Linked DNA regions of Sus scrofa: region 2 is linked to region 1. A link is a contact called in public targeted proximity ligation data. All regions are on one chromosome and are shown on one strand. The core of a region is the stretch at or near the end of the contact, and the rest is flanking DNA. Distances in the headings are between cores, read along the strand shown. Region 1 holds the start of MAT2A (methionine adenosyltransferase 2A). Region 2 overlaps SH2D6 (SH2 domain-containing protein 6).

The links.
Region 2: a contact with region 1 is called in a targeted proximity ligation map of skeletal muscle. A contact is called at or near these places in 2 of 5 promoter capture datasets (fetal liver and liver), 17 of 47 Hi-C or Micro-C datasets (adipose tissue, brain, embryonic fibroblasts and 10 more) and 2 of 2 datasets of targeted methods (alveolar macrophages and skeletal muscle).

Annotation. Positions count from the first base shown.
Region 1 is chr3:59,222,435-59,228,297 of Sscrofa11.1, forward strand. It overlaps MAT2A (methionine adenosyltransferase 2A), which reads right to left and starts at 2,663. Exons shown (of 9, transcript NM_001167650.1): 1 at 2,573-2,663; 2 at 476-553; 3 at 257-379; 4 at 1-2. The coding sequence starts at 2,663.
Region 2 is chr3:59,317,003-59,322,865 of Sscrofa11.1, forward strand. SH2D6 (SH2 domain-containing protein 6) reads right to left here. Exons shown (of 16, transcript XM_021087296.1): 10 at 5,648-5,720; 11 at 5,470-5,500; 12 at 5,317-5,341; 13 at 4,821-4,873; 14 at 4,500-4,589; 15 at 4,174-4,332; 16 at 2,978-3,550. The coding sequence ends at 3,434. Among named protein-coding and RNA genes, the nearest start is that of SH2D6, 7.1 kb to the right of the region's middle.

The sequences.
Region 1 (5,863 bases), core at 1,413-3,912:
CCCTACAAATGAAACAACAGTGTTTTGTTTTTCATTTTTTAAAAAGGGCCATACCAATACTTTCTATTTACAACAATTTTCTGTAATTCTAAATACTGCTAAAGAGATCAAATATACCTAAAACATAGTACTTTTAGAGGAAAGAATAAGGCTAGAACAAAAGAATAGTAAAAATTTACAAGCAAAATTAAAGATTTCTAGGATTTCTAGTAACACTCTAGACAGAGCTAGAGAGGGCTGAACTCATAAAACATACCTTTGGAAGAATCATCATATCCTATGTGCTTAATGGTTTCACGAACCACTTTCTGATAGTCAACAGCAGCTCTGGATGTAATTTCCCCAGCAAGAAGGATCATTCCAGTTTTAGCAACAGTTTCTAATAAAAAGAGAGGATCACACTCAAAAATCACTTTTATCAAGTAATTTTCTTGTTACCTTTTCATCAGTTGAAAAAGCAGTGTTCTGAACCTACCACAAGCCACTTTGGCATCAGGGTCCTGCTGAAGGTGGGCATCAAGGACAGCATCACTGATCTGGTCACAAATCTTATCTAATAAGAAAAAAAAAAAAATCCTGGTTCAATGTAACTGACTATTAAATGTAAGTATGTCATATCCCCTTCCCTATAACAACAGCTATGAAAATCTCTAAGAGCTTTCTTTAAAAAATTGTGGCAAAATGTATGGAAATCTTAACTGCTATACCTGTTGTTTAAATAAAGCACTGCTTCTGCAGAAACCGTTTGCCTGAAGAATAAATGCTGGATATAGGGCTACATGTTTCCTTGTAGCCTCACAAGACCACCAATTCAGTTAAGCCAGGAGAACACCTCCCATGTTTAATACATTTAAACTCATTGTGATTTATGCACTTTTTACACCTTACAAGGTGTAAGGTCTCTCAAAGTATTTTGAGGACTTAGAAAGTTCCCAGACAAAAATAATTTATTAAATAGAACAGCCACATAATTGAGAGTGATCACATGAAAGCAGAAATAAGTGGTTCCTCTTCCATGCAAAAGTATAGTGACTTTACATTATTAATTTTCAAAGACAACAGTACTTAAAAATTTTACCCTCCCCCAATTTAAAATCTGCACTGTAAATCAACCAACCATAAAAGTGAACTATTTATCTTACCAAGGTCTCCCTAACACTAAAGAAGGGCAATGAAAAATAATGTCACTTAAAGAGTTAAGTGATGAAAACAAGGACATTTTATGAACAAAGGGAAACAGCAATCGTTTTAAGAGTAGTTCAGGAGCAATTTGAGACCAGAAAATCTCCAGATATATTCTGAATCCTAGTTGATCCCCCCCCCACTGTATTGTCCTCTATTAAAAATTAGGAGGAGCAGAAATAACCCTTCAAACAACACCTAAGTTTTCCATAGCCATACAAAAAAAAAAAAAAAAAAAAAAGCAAAATGTGCACTGCACTCAAGCCAAGAGGCCCAAGATAATCTATTTATATAGGCCTGTGACTTTCAATTAATAAAAGGTGGGACAAATACACGTTAAGTCTCAGCACTGGGGAGAAAAGCAAAACCACCCAAATCACACCTGCCCTTCACTCATCAGGATCTCAGGGTTTGTCCTCTGGTATACCAGGAGGTTGCTCCTGGGATTGCATCATCGGCACAGTGGACTTACTAGAGAAATGGATCCTTAAGCCATCGGACTAGAAATCTGTCACTGTGGTCATTCTAAGAATGAGCTGGATCAGTTTAGTAAAATAATGATCTTCAGCAGGTGATGTTTTCTGGCTGAGATCGAAAGTTCCTGAAAAATCTTCACTCTTTCACGTGTAAAGTGATGCCCATGATGGCGGACTGGTGGACAAAGCCCGGAGGACATGTGGAGAAAAACCTTGCCTAACGGTCAGCCCCGAGGACTTTAAAAGGAAACCCAACGCAATGGCAGCTTACACTTTTAATTCATGCTTCCCATCCTTTTCACGCACTGTCCAAATAAGGCAGGCCTCCTCCGCCAAGCGCTATATTTAGTAGGAGGCTGTCACCTTGACGCAAGGCCATATACCGCGTACGGGCATGTCGCATTCTAAAGCGTGGCTCTGCCCGGAACCAAGAATTAATGAGAAGAGCAGACGCCCCGAGGCCCCGGGCGCCGATGTCGCCCGCCGGCTCCCTAGCCTAGAAGCCACACGCTGCGGCCAACACGTGGTTGCGGCTGCAATGCGGGGCGCGCGCTCCCGCGGGCTGGACGCGAGCACGCGGGGCGGGCCACCCACTCGAGGAGCTCGGCCCGCAGGGCGGGGAAGAGAAACTAGTGCCCTCCCCGGCTAGAGCACGAGCCGCCGCGGCCCCCGCCCTTCTCATTTTCTGGAATCTTCCGCATGCCGGGGCGCGCGGCCGGATGGGAGGGAGGGGAGAGGAAGGGGGAGGGGAGCGGCGGCCACGCGCTCGGTACCGCCGGCGCCACGAGGAAAGCGCGCGGCCGCCACTCTGCCAGCCGCCCGTCGGGCAAGGGCCACCAGCGTGGGCACCGCGGGCAACGGGTCCCTCCGGCCAGGCCCCGCCCCTCGCTTCGCCCCAGGCCCGGTCACCTCACCTGGGTGGCCTTCCCCTACAGACTCGGACGTGAAGAGGAACGTGCCCTCCTCGATGAAGGCGTCGTGGAAGCCGTTGAGCTGTCCGTTCATGGCGGTGGCGGTGAGTGAAAATGGCGTTGAGAAGAAAAGAGAGCAGCGAGGAGGATACTGCGAGACGCGCGAGCAGAACACCGCGTTCTTCTTGGCGCAGGCGGGCGGCGCGGAGCGAACGAGACGGCGGCTGGCGCGGCCCAGTATTTATACAGGGCGCCCGCGCGCGCCCGGCCCGGGCCCCGCCCCTCGGTGCCGCGCGCCAATGCGCCACTCGCGCGGGGGCGGGAGGGGGAAAGGGGCGGTGCGCCGAGGGGAGCTCGGGCCAAACCACTCTGCCAGGCAGGGGAAGGGAGCGGAGGTAACGCGCCCCTCCTACAGATATTTCGCCGTCTTAGGCACTGATAACAAGGGGTGAGGAGAAAGACGAGTGTATTGGGTCATCTCACGTTTCCCTGTTCGATGTGGGAGGAAGACCGACGAGGGCTTTACGGGCCTGCTCCCCCCCTGCTGTGACTTGGCACCTCCCTTCCGACCGTTGGCCCGGGCTCTCCGGCCGCGAGGTCGCGTCCCCCCAGCGGTGGTGGCGGGAATCGGCGGGTGTTTTGTCCTCTGGTTCTACCCGAGGGTCTTTCCGGCCGCCCGGCCTTGGGATGCCCGGGTGACAGGGAGCCAGTAGCCCATAGCCACGTGAAAGTGGCCATCTTTGCTGGTCAGCGTACGCTCCTTCGCATGGCCTTATGCCTCCCTGCCCTGCTCGCTGCTGGCGGCTGGTGGTCCTGCGGGGGGCCGTCCAGTTGCTAGTAATTTCTTGGTTAATGGTTCTGTGGTGAAAATGGCCGAAAAACAGAATAATGAGAGTTCTGGTATCGATTTCAATGGCTGCGATCCCCCTTCCGCCCCCAGCGCTGGAGTTTCTTAGAGAGGCCCTTACCCTCTGCGGACCCTACGGTGGAGGCCGCACTCGGCCCCTTGGGCGCCTGCCTTTTCTCCGTCGGAGAAAGGCTGCTCGCAAGACTGACCTTGCACTTGCTGACTTTCCTGTCTCGGAGGCGGAAAAAAGTCGATGTTAAGAGTGTTGTCTTCTCAGTCTTCTGTTCAAGAGACTGTTGAATATGGGGCGCGCGCGGGGGGGGGGCTATCCCTTGTGTGTGATTCAGCAGATCTCTTTACAAGGTGAAATGGTCCATTTCCTGAAGCTTTCACTTTAAAATGTCCACCTGCGTTTGTGTCAGTTTTGCCCATTAAAGGAATTATAGGGAGAGACAGAAAAAGAACAAAACCAAGCTTGAGCCAACGAGGGGCAGGAAGCCGGGGACCAATTTCATGGATCCCCGTTTGGAAGGGGCCCACAACCGGCGGGCGGAAGATGTCGCTTCCTCCCACACAGGGGCTGCGGCACCCGGGAGCAGGACCCGGGTCCGGGGTGTGGTGGGGGGAGGGGGGGCGGTTGCTGTCGCGGTGGCCCAGAGCACAAGAACAACGGGTTTAATGATATTGTTAGGGAACCGTCTGCTCTACGGATAGGATGCATGTTGCCCTGGGGAGGTGAAGGAGACCCTTGCAGCAAGCTTACCGCTCTGAGAATTAGGTAGATTCGGAAGAACAGTCTTCTCCACGGCCTGCGGGAAGCCAGGTGGGTTTGTCGATTAGGAAACAATGGAAACGCTTGGGCTATGCGAGGGGCTTTGACAAAGAACTTAAAGGGCTCATCTCTAGACTTGATGACCACAACCGTGGTTCCGCAAAACAGGGAGCAAGAAAAGGTTAAATCACCCAAAAAGAACAATATATATGTTGTTTTTATTTGTTTCTATTTTCCAAACTAACTTCATGGAAAGATGGCTGTGTAAGACTTTCATAATTTCTTGTTTGTTTGTTTTAGAGTAATTCACCTTTTTTTCTTTTAAAGCAGAATGCCAATTTGTTAATTTATAATGAGTAATAAAATTCCCAACTGAAACGAATTGCATCTGTAGGCTGGTCACTGCATTATTTTCCAGCTGAAAAATCTATATGGGAAGCCAGAATGTAATGAAAAAGTTATTTGATTAATATGGAGTCAGAACAAGGGGAATAAATTCAATGATTAGGTCATTAAACCCTGATACCCCTATGCTACCACCTCCAAGTGGGACTGGTCCTGCCAAAAAGATTAGAATCAGCTGTTCACACTTGCTTACCTATTCCTTGTTCTTAGTAGATGTAATTTAATGGTTAAGGATAGGGGTTTGGGAGTCAAGCTTCTGATGCTTATTAAGTGTTGAGCAAACAACTTACCCTCTCTATACCTCAGGGTCTTCAGTCTGTAAAACTGGAATAACAATAGCACTGTCATAGGATTGCATCATGGATTGAACAAAATCTTGCAGGTAAAGTCTTTAGCACAGTATCTAGCACATAATAGTTAGCTGTAAAAACCCTTTGGGGGCTTGCGATTGCTGATAAGATAAAGACCAAGAGCCCTACACAATCTTAAAGGCCTCAGTGTGATTTAACTGCTACTTCTTCAACCTCTTCTTGTGCCACTCGCTTCTGTGTTCTACTTTGTTTTTTGTTTGTTTGGTTTTTGGCCTTGCTGTCAACATGTTCCAGGACCAGGAATTAAGCCTGCACCACAGCACAGACCTAAGCCACTGCAGCGACAATCCTGAATCCTTAAGCCACTGCACCACAGGAGAACCCCTCTGTCTTCTACTTTGGATTTCTTTTAACAGTTAAATTTGTTAAGTGATTACTCTCAAAGCAGAGGACGTTTTCATTGATGTATATTTTTCACATTGGTCCCTTCCTCCAAGAGATATTTATGAGCTTTTTTTTTTTTTTTTTTTTGCTTTTTAAGGTCTTACCTGCAGCATATGGAGGTTCCCAGGCTAGGGGGTCGAATTGGAGCTACAGCTGCTGGTCTACAACTCAGCCACAGCAACAAGGGATCCGAGTCACGTCTGCGACCTATGCCACAGCTCACCACAACTCTGATCCTTAACCCACTGAGCGAGGCCAGAGATAGAACCTGCAACCTCATGGTTCCTAGTCAGATTTGCTTCCGCTGTGCCACAACGGGAACTCTAGTGAGCATTTCTGTCAGGCAGACCCAGGATTGGTGCTATGACAATCCAGAGCTCTAAGTGGGGGAGAAGCCTGGCTAATTGCTCCTCAGCCTTCCCACCCCAGCTCAGCTGCCACTTCCCGGATGAAGCCTTCAGCAGCCTCTTTCTTTTCTCTCTCTTTCTCTCTCTCTCTCTTTTTTTTTTTTTTTT
Region 2 (5,863 bases), core at 1,104-3,603, 94 kb after region 1:
TTTGTCTTTTTAGGGCCACACCTGAGGTGCATGGAGGTTCCCAGGCTAGGGATGGAATCGGAGCTGTAGTTGCTGGCCTACACCACAGCCACAGCAGTTCGAAATTCGAGCCACATCTGCAACCTACACCACAGCTCACAGCAACGCCAGATCCTTAACCCACAGAGTGAGGCCAGGGATTGAACCTGCGTCCTCATGGACGCTAGTCAGATTTGTTTCTGCTGAATGGTGACAGAACTCCTTCTTTTCCTTCCTTTCTTTTCTTTCTTTTTCTTTCTTTCTTCCGCCTGCAGTATATGGAGTTCCCAGGCCAGGGATCACATCTGAGCCCCAGTTATGACCTAAGCCACATCTGGGGCAACACTGGATCCTTAACCCACTTGTGCAGGGCCAGGTATAGAACCTGCATCCCAGTACTCTCAAGATGCCGCCACAGTGGGAACTCTAGCCATGACGGTTTTTAAAGGGAACATTTGGGTTGGTGGGGGAGGAGGGGAGCTTCCCATGTGGCGCAGGGATGTGGTGCTGCCACAGCTGTGGTGCTGTCGAAACTGCAGTGCAGGAATCCTCCACGTGCTGCCAGTGCAGCCAAAAAAAAGTGGGGCGGGGGGTGGGGGTGGCATAAGAGTGGAAGAATCTTAGTGAATCATCCAGGCAGGAAGTTGGGTTCTGCATCATTCTCCATTGAATGCAGACTGGCTGACTCTTTCTTCTGATGTTATCTTGCCTGAGTGATCTGCCTACAGGATTGCTTTGGGGGGGGGGGGGCGGTGCTGCTGGGAATAGAGAGCTTGTCACTTTTTAACTGCTTAATTTTTCCTTCTTCTTATCTAGGAAACCAATCAACAGTTTAGACAAGTCTAAACTGGTGTGCGTTCAGGAGAACCTAGTCAGGAGCTAGTTTCAATTGCCTAGTGGTCTCATTTCTAGAATTAGGTTCTTTGAAGGTTAGAGGGAAACAGGAAAGGGGCCTAAGAGCTGCTTTCAATTCTCCACTGTCAAACATCACTCCACTTCCATGGGATTCGTGGGGAAGGTCTATCTCCTACAACTTCTTGCTGCCCTGAGGTGTCCTATTCTCATAGTGGAAGATGTCAAAATGGGTCTGTGTCATCTCTTTGCTGACGATTTCAGTTTCCCAGTTACATATGTGGGCAGAGCAAACTACAATTATTCTGATGCCCACAAAGATACAGATTGTTATGAGCAATACTGTTAATCCTATTCTCTTGAGGCTGATTCTTGGAACTGTGCTAGCCATAGATACAGTACTGCTCAAGATGGAGCCGCTCATGTCATGGCTACAGTCTGGTCATCATGCAGTTAGCTGTTTTCCTCTGGTGGCAGTGAGAGTACCTGCAAAACTCAGGAATGTGCATCAGAGTCTTACTATCCTCATCATTAAATGCTTGGTTTTACACTGGGAGGTTGGGGTGGGGGTGCAGGATTCTGATCAGTTCCATAAGTACCCTGAGGTCCACCCCAAGGTGCCCCCACCCTCTCCGGCCCTGACTTCCGGCAGGAGTCAGCCTGGGGAAAGTATAGAGAGGGGCCCCTCCCACCCACGGCTTGTGGGGAGCCAGCGCTGGCTAATAGAGGGGAGGGAGGCTGTCCTGGGGACCAACCCCACCCCCTGCTTCTGCTAGAGCCCCCAGCTGTTAGCCACCTTCCCCCATACCATTTACAGCGGTGCTCAGCCCCGCCCCGTGCCAGCTGCCCATCCTGCTTCTCTTCCTGGTGCCCTGGCCGGAAATTACATCCCTAATGTAGGGAAGACTGAAAGCCGCAGTTCCTTAACCTGAATTCACTTGCGTGTTTATTTAGGGAAGATGGGCCAGAGCGCAGACCATCAGGCCCTGGGCTAGCCTCACCTTTCACATGGACCGCCTCACTCAAGCCTCCCAACCAGAGAGTTACTGGTAGGGACGACTTATCGTCACCTCCGTACAGGAATGAAGGTTGGGAGAGGGTAATCTGCCAGAGCCAGCAGCAGTAAAGGCAACCGTCAACCCTCTCCAGCCCAGCCTGGACCCCCTATCGCCCAGCAGGACTCACGTTTGCATTTCACCCACGTGCCCTGAGGAGGCGGGTGGGGAGAAGCAGCTCCCCTCCCACACTTGCCCCCCCCCCGGGGGGGGCGGTTCCCGCGCTACCACCCCAGTCTCAGGAGAATCCGGCTTCTCCCCACCCCGGCGGGTGCACATGGTTGGTCCGGGAGCGGCGACCCGGCTGGGGGCAGGGGCCCGGGCCCTCAGTGCCAGCCGAGCGCCGGCGGCCGCTGAGCCGCCCTTTGTTTGGCGGCTTTTGCGGAGTCACGGTCACATGCGCTTCCCGCACGGGGTGTTCCGGGCGTTGCGCCAGGGCCGGGAGACGCCCCCGCTCCTCTGCCCTGCCCGCCCCGGGCCACCCTCCTCCGCTGTCCCGCTAGCCCCGCCCGCAGGCTGCTGGCCTATCTCGGAGACCCCAGCTGGAGCCTCCTGGGCGCGCCTGTCGGGCAGCTTACGCCTATGCCTCCTTTTCTAAACTCCGCGTGCAACCTTCTATAGCTTTGATCCCAGGACTGACGCGCCCATTAGTTGACCCGTTGTTTCCTGGGGCCTGCCGGTCTTCCCCCTCTCTAGACAACGGCAAGGGTGCAAAATCAGGCCCATCCCTCCCGGGTGGAACGCTGTATGGTAAATGGATGGTGGACGCTCCATTCGCCTCCTGTCATGGGGTGGCCGCGCAGCCCTGAGCCCCTCTCCTTCCCCCGCCCCGACCCCCACCAACAAAACAAAACTCAGCCACCCCGGGTGGCTGCCACAGACCATCTAAGCGCCAAAGCCACAGTCAGGGGGCAGAAATGGGTCTGGCTCTTCTGCCCTGGCTGGGCCTCCACCGCTCCCTCACTCCCAGGCCCAGGCTGTGCCCCAGGACACTTGAGAACCTTGGCACCTCAAGGAGGCCATCTCTGCCTCACTCCTCAGAATTCAAGAACTCATTTGACAAATATTTATTGAAAGCAAACTACGGGCAGAGTGACCAAGTGCCTCGAGGGTAGATGCCAGCCCTGTGTTACACCCCTTATGGAATGTGAGAGGATCCGCTTCGCAGCCAAGCAGTTCCCATGCAGTCCCCCTGAGGATCGGCTTCCCCAAACAGGTCTTCATGCAGAGCAGCTTGGGGGGCCACGCCTGGGGCTGAAAATGGGGCCCTGCCTGTCCCCTGCTTCCCAGGAGATGCAGGAGCGAGTGGCAGGGCCAGGCTCTGGGTGAGAATGGCGTGGAGTCTCGCAGACCCTTTCTGTCTCTGGGGCACCTTTCCCAACGCCTTTCAGGGGAGCCTGCAGGGACTGGGGCACGGGATGAGGGCGCTGGAGGGATGGTGACCTGGGAGAGGACAGCCGGCGGAACAAACTGGGGGCCAGCAGTGGGCCTGCACATGCGCAGTGACGTCAGGGCTTGGTGGGGAAGAGCAGGCAGGTGAGCTGCCGGCTGCCGCTGTGTCGGTCCACGAGCGGCAGGGGATGCTGCACGTAGTGCTGGACCATGGCGACCACGGAGGAGAAGAGCTGGACAGGGAGGCAGGGCATCATCGGTCCCTTGAGCCTCCTGCTAGGAGAAACTTCCAGAGGGAACTGGGGGGGAGGGGGGTGTCTGGCAAAGGGGCCGGCTGACATTTTTCTAAATATTTTCCTTCCTGTTTGCCCATGAAACTCCACCACCGTTTTGCTCCCCAGTTCCAGGCCTTTCCTGTGACGGTACCCGGGGGGCATGGTGTTGGCCAGACTCCTATTTCCCAGGCCAGATGGAAATAACTGCACAGGGCCCTCCAGTGGGGGAGCTGAGTGGTGACTGTCTGCAGCCTAGCAAGTGCTGAGTGCACAGGGGAGTCCTTGGTACAGATAGGTGTCTGGACTACCTGACCTCTGCTCTCCTAGTCGGGTTCATTACAGGCACAAATGCCCCAGCCTGGGCCATGCAGGAGGGGCTGTGTCTCCCCCAGATCAGGCTAGGCGTCTTCTCAAAGTACAGGCTTCTGGAAAGGAGTTCAAGGCACTGGCCACTGAGATTTCCGTTCACTCCAGAAAAATACAAAACCTGGCATTTTCTCAGGCACATGCTCCTGGCTGGGGCCAGGGACAGCTCTCTCTTTGTCCTTGCCCTTTAGCCCTCTACCTCCTCCAGTACCCACCTCCTCGTGGTTCCTGCCCTCCCGGCCCAGGGCATAGTGGCGCCCGCCGTCCAGCTGCCGGATGGGAATGTTGAAGACCCGGCCATGGAGAAGCACTGCCAGAGTGAAGGGCTGGGAGCCATGAGGGCCTGAGCTGGGGCGTATGGTGTAGGCCCCATCCTGTGGACCAGAGCCCATCTGTCAGCCCTCACCTTCCAGCTGAGGCCCTGCCTCTGCCCCCGGCCCTGCTGCTCCCACCTGCTCATCTGGCCACAGCCTGTGAGCAGAAGGGATTTCCGAGAAGGCCCAGGGCGGGGCTGGGGGGGGGGTGCCTTCTGGTGATGCACCTTTTGGAGTCGGAGCAGGGCACTCTCAACAGCATGGCGGTCACAGTTCCCTGCATACCAAGGTTGGCCCAGCAGACCGCCTTCCTGTCCCTGCACACACAGCGGTTTCGAGAAGTGCCAGGGCACAGGATCGGGATCGGGGGTGGGCTGCAGTTATCTGTGCTCGTGTCACCCTTCCCAGACTGAGTCCACACAAGCAGAACAGAGATGTGTCCGTGCCTGGTGTTCAGCGGTTGACACTGCCCGAGAGGGCTCCTGGGTGAGGACTCCAGCTCTGAGCCTCCCAGGCCTCCCCAGCAGCCCTCTCCAGACCCTCCTCACCTCAGCAGCCGAGGTGTTCTGGGTGGCAGCTACAGAGGAAAGAGAGGATCTTCCTGCCGGAAGAAGCAGATTATAGCCCCTGGGACTGGGAAGGGATTAGGCAAAGGAGGCTTCGCCTTCCCTCCACCTGCCACTGTGAGGGTGGGAGAGGGCACAGAAGGGTGTGCAAAGGACTGAAGTCCAAAGTGGGACACCCAGAGCTTCACCCCTCCTCTCCTGGGGCGCTGGTAGGGCCCACCAGCTAGGCCACACGTGCCCTCTGAATGAAGAGTGATTTTAAGGGACAGGCTGGGAGTGTCCCGCTTTGGTGCAGACCTGGAAAATGCCCAAGGGGGTCCTCTCTGGCCTGCTCTCAGCTGGAGTCAGAGCTGTAGGGACCCCCTCGGCCAAGCGGGGTGTCGGGGGCTGGGAGGCAGTCCGTGGCCTGCAGGGCTGTGGCTGCGGAAGGGCCCTGCATGACTGCCCCAATGGTTCATGTTGAGACATCTGTACTCACCTCTGGAGGTGACATTCGATGCTCCCTGGGACATAGGATGTTGGGTCAGAAGAGCTCGGCCTTGCAGGCCTGCTCCTTTGGCTGGGAAGTCCCACCCTGAGCCTCTCTCCCTCCCTCTCTCCCAGCTCACCTCCCCCACCCCCAGCCTCTTACATTCTGAGCTTCCTGGGGGGCTGCAGTGGGCCTGTGGGGAGCAAAGTGGAGAACAGAGCTCAGGGTCTTTACTTTCTTCAAAAGAAAGAGTCCAGTGAACTTAGAGATCCTAGGGTCAGGGCTGGGGAAGCCTGGGCTGGCCTCCCCCCCCCCCAACACACACCTCTGGGCCACTCACCTGGGCCCCTCTGATGTCCTTGGCAGAGGAACTAGGGATGTGGGGACTTGGGAGCTCAGAGTCTGAGTGAAGGCTGGGAGCAAAAGAGAGAGGGCAGGCTGAGCTGGGCAGCAGGCAGGGAAATGCAAGTGGCCGGGGTGGGGCTGGGGACATTGGCCGGGTCTCTGCTTCTTAGCAGTCGGGCCTTTGGGGAGTTCTCCCAGCAGGCAGAGTGCC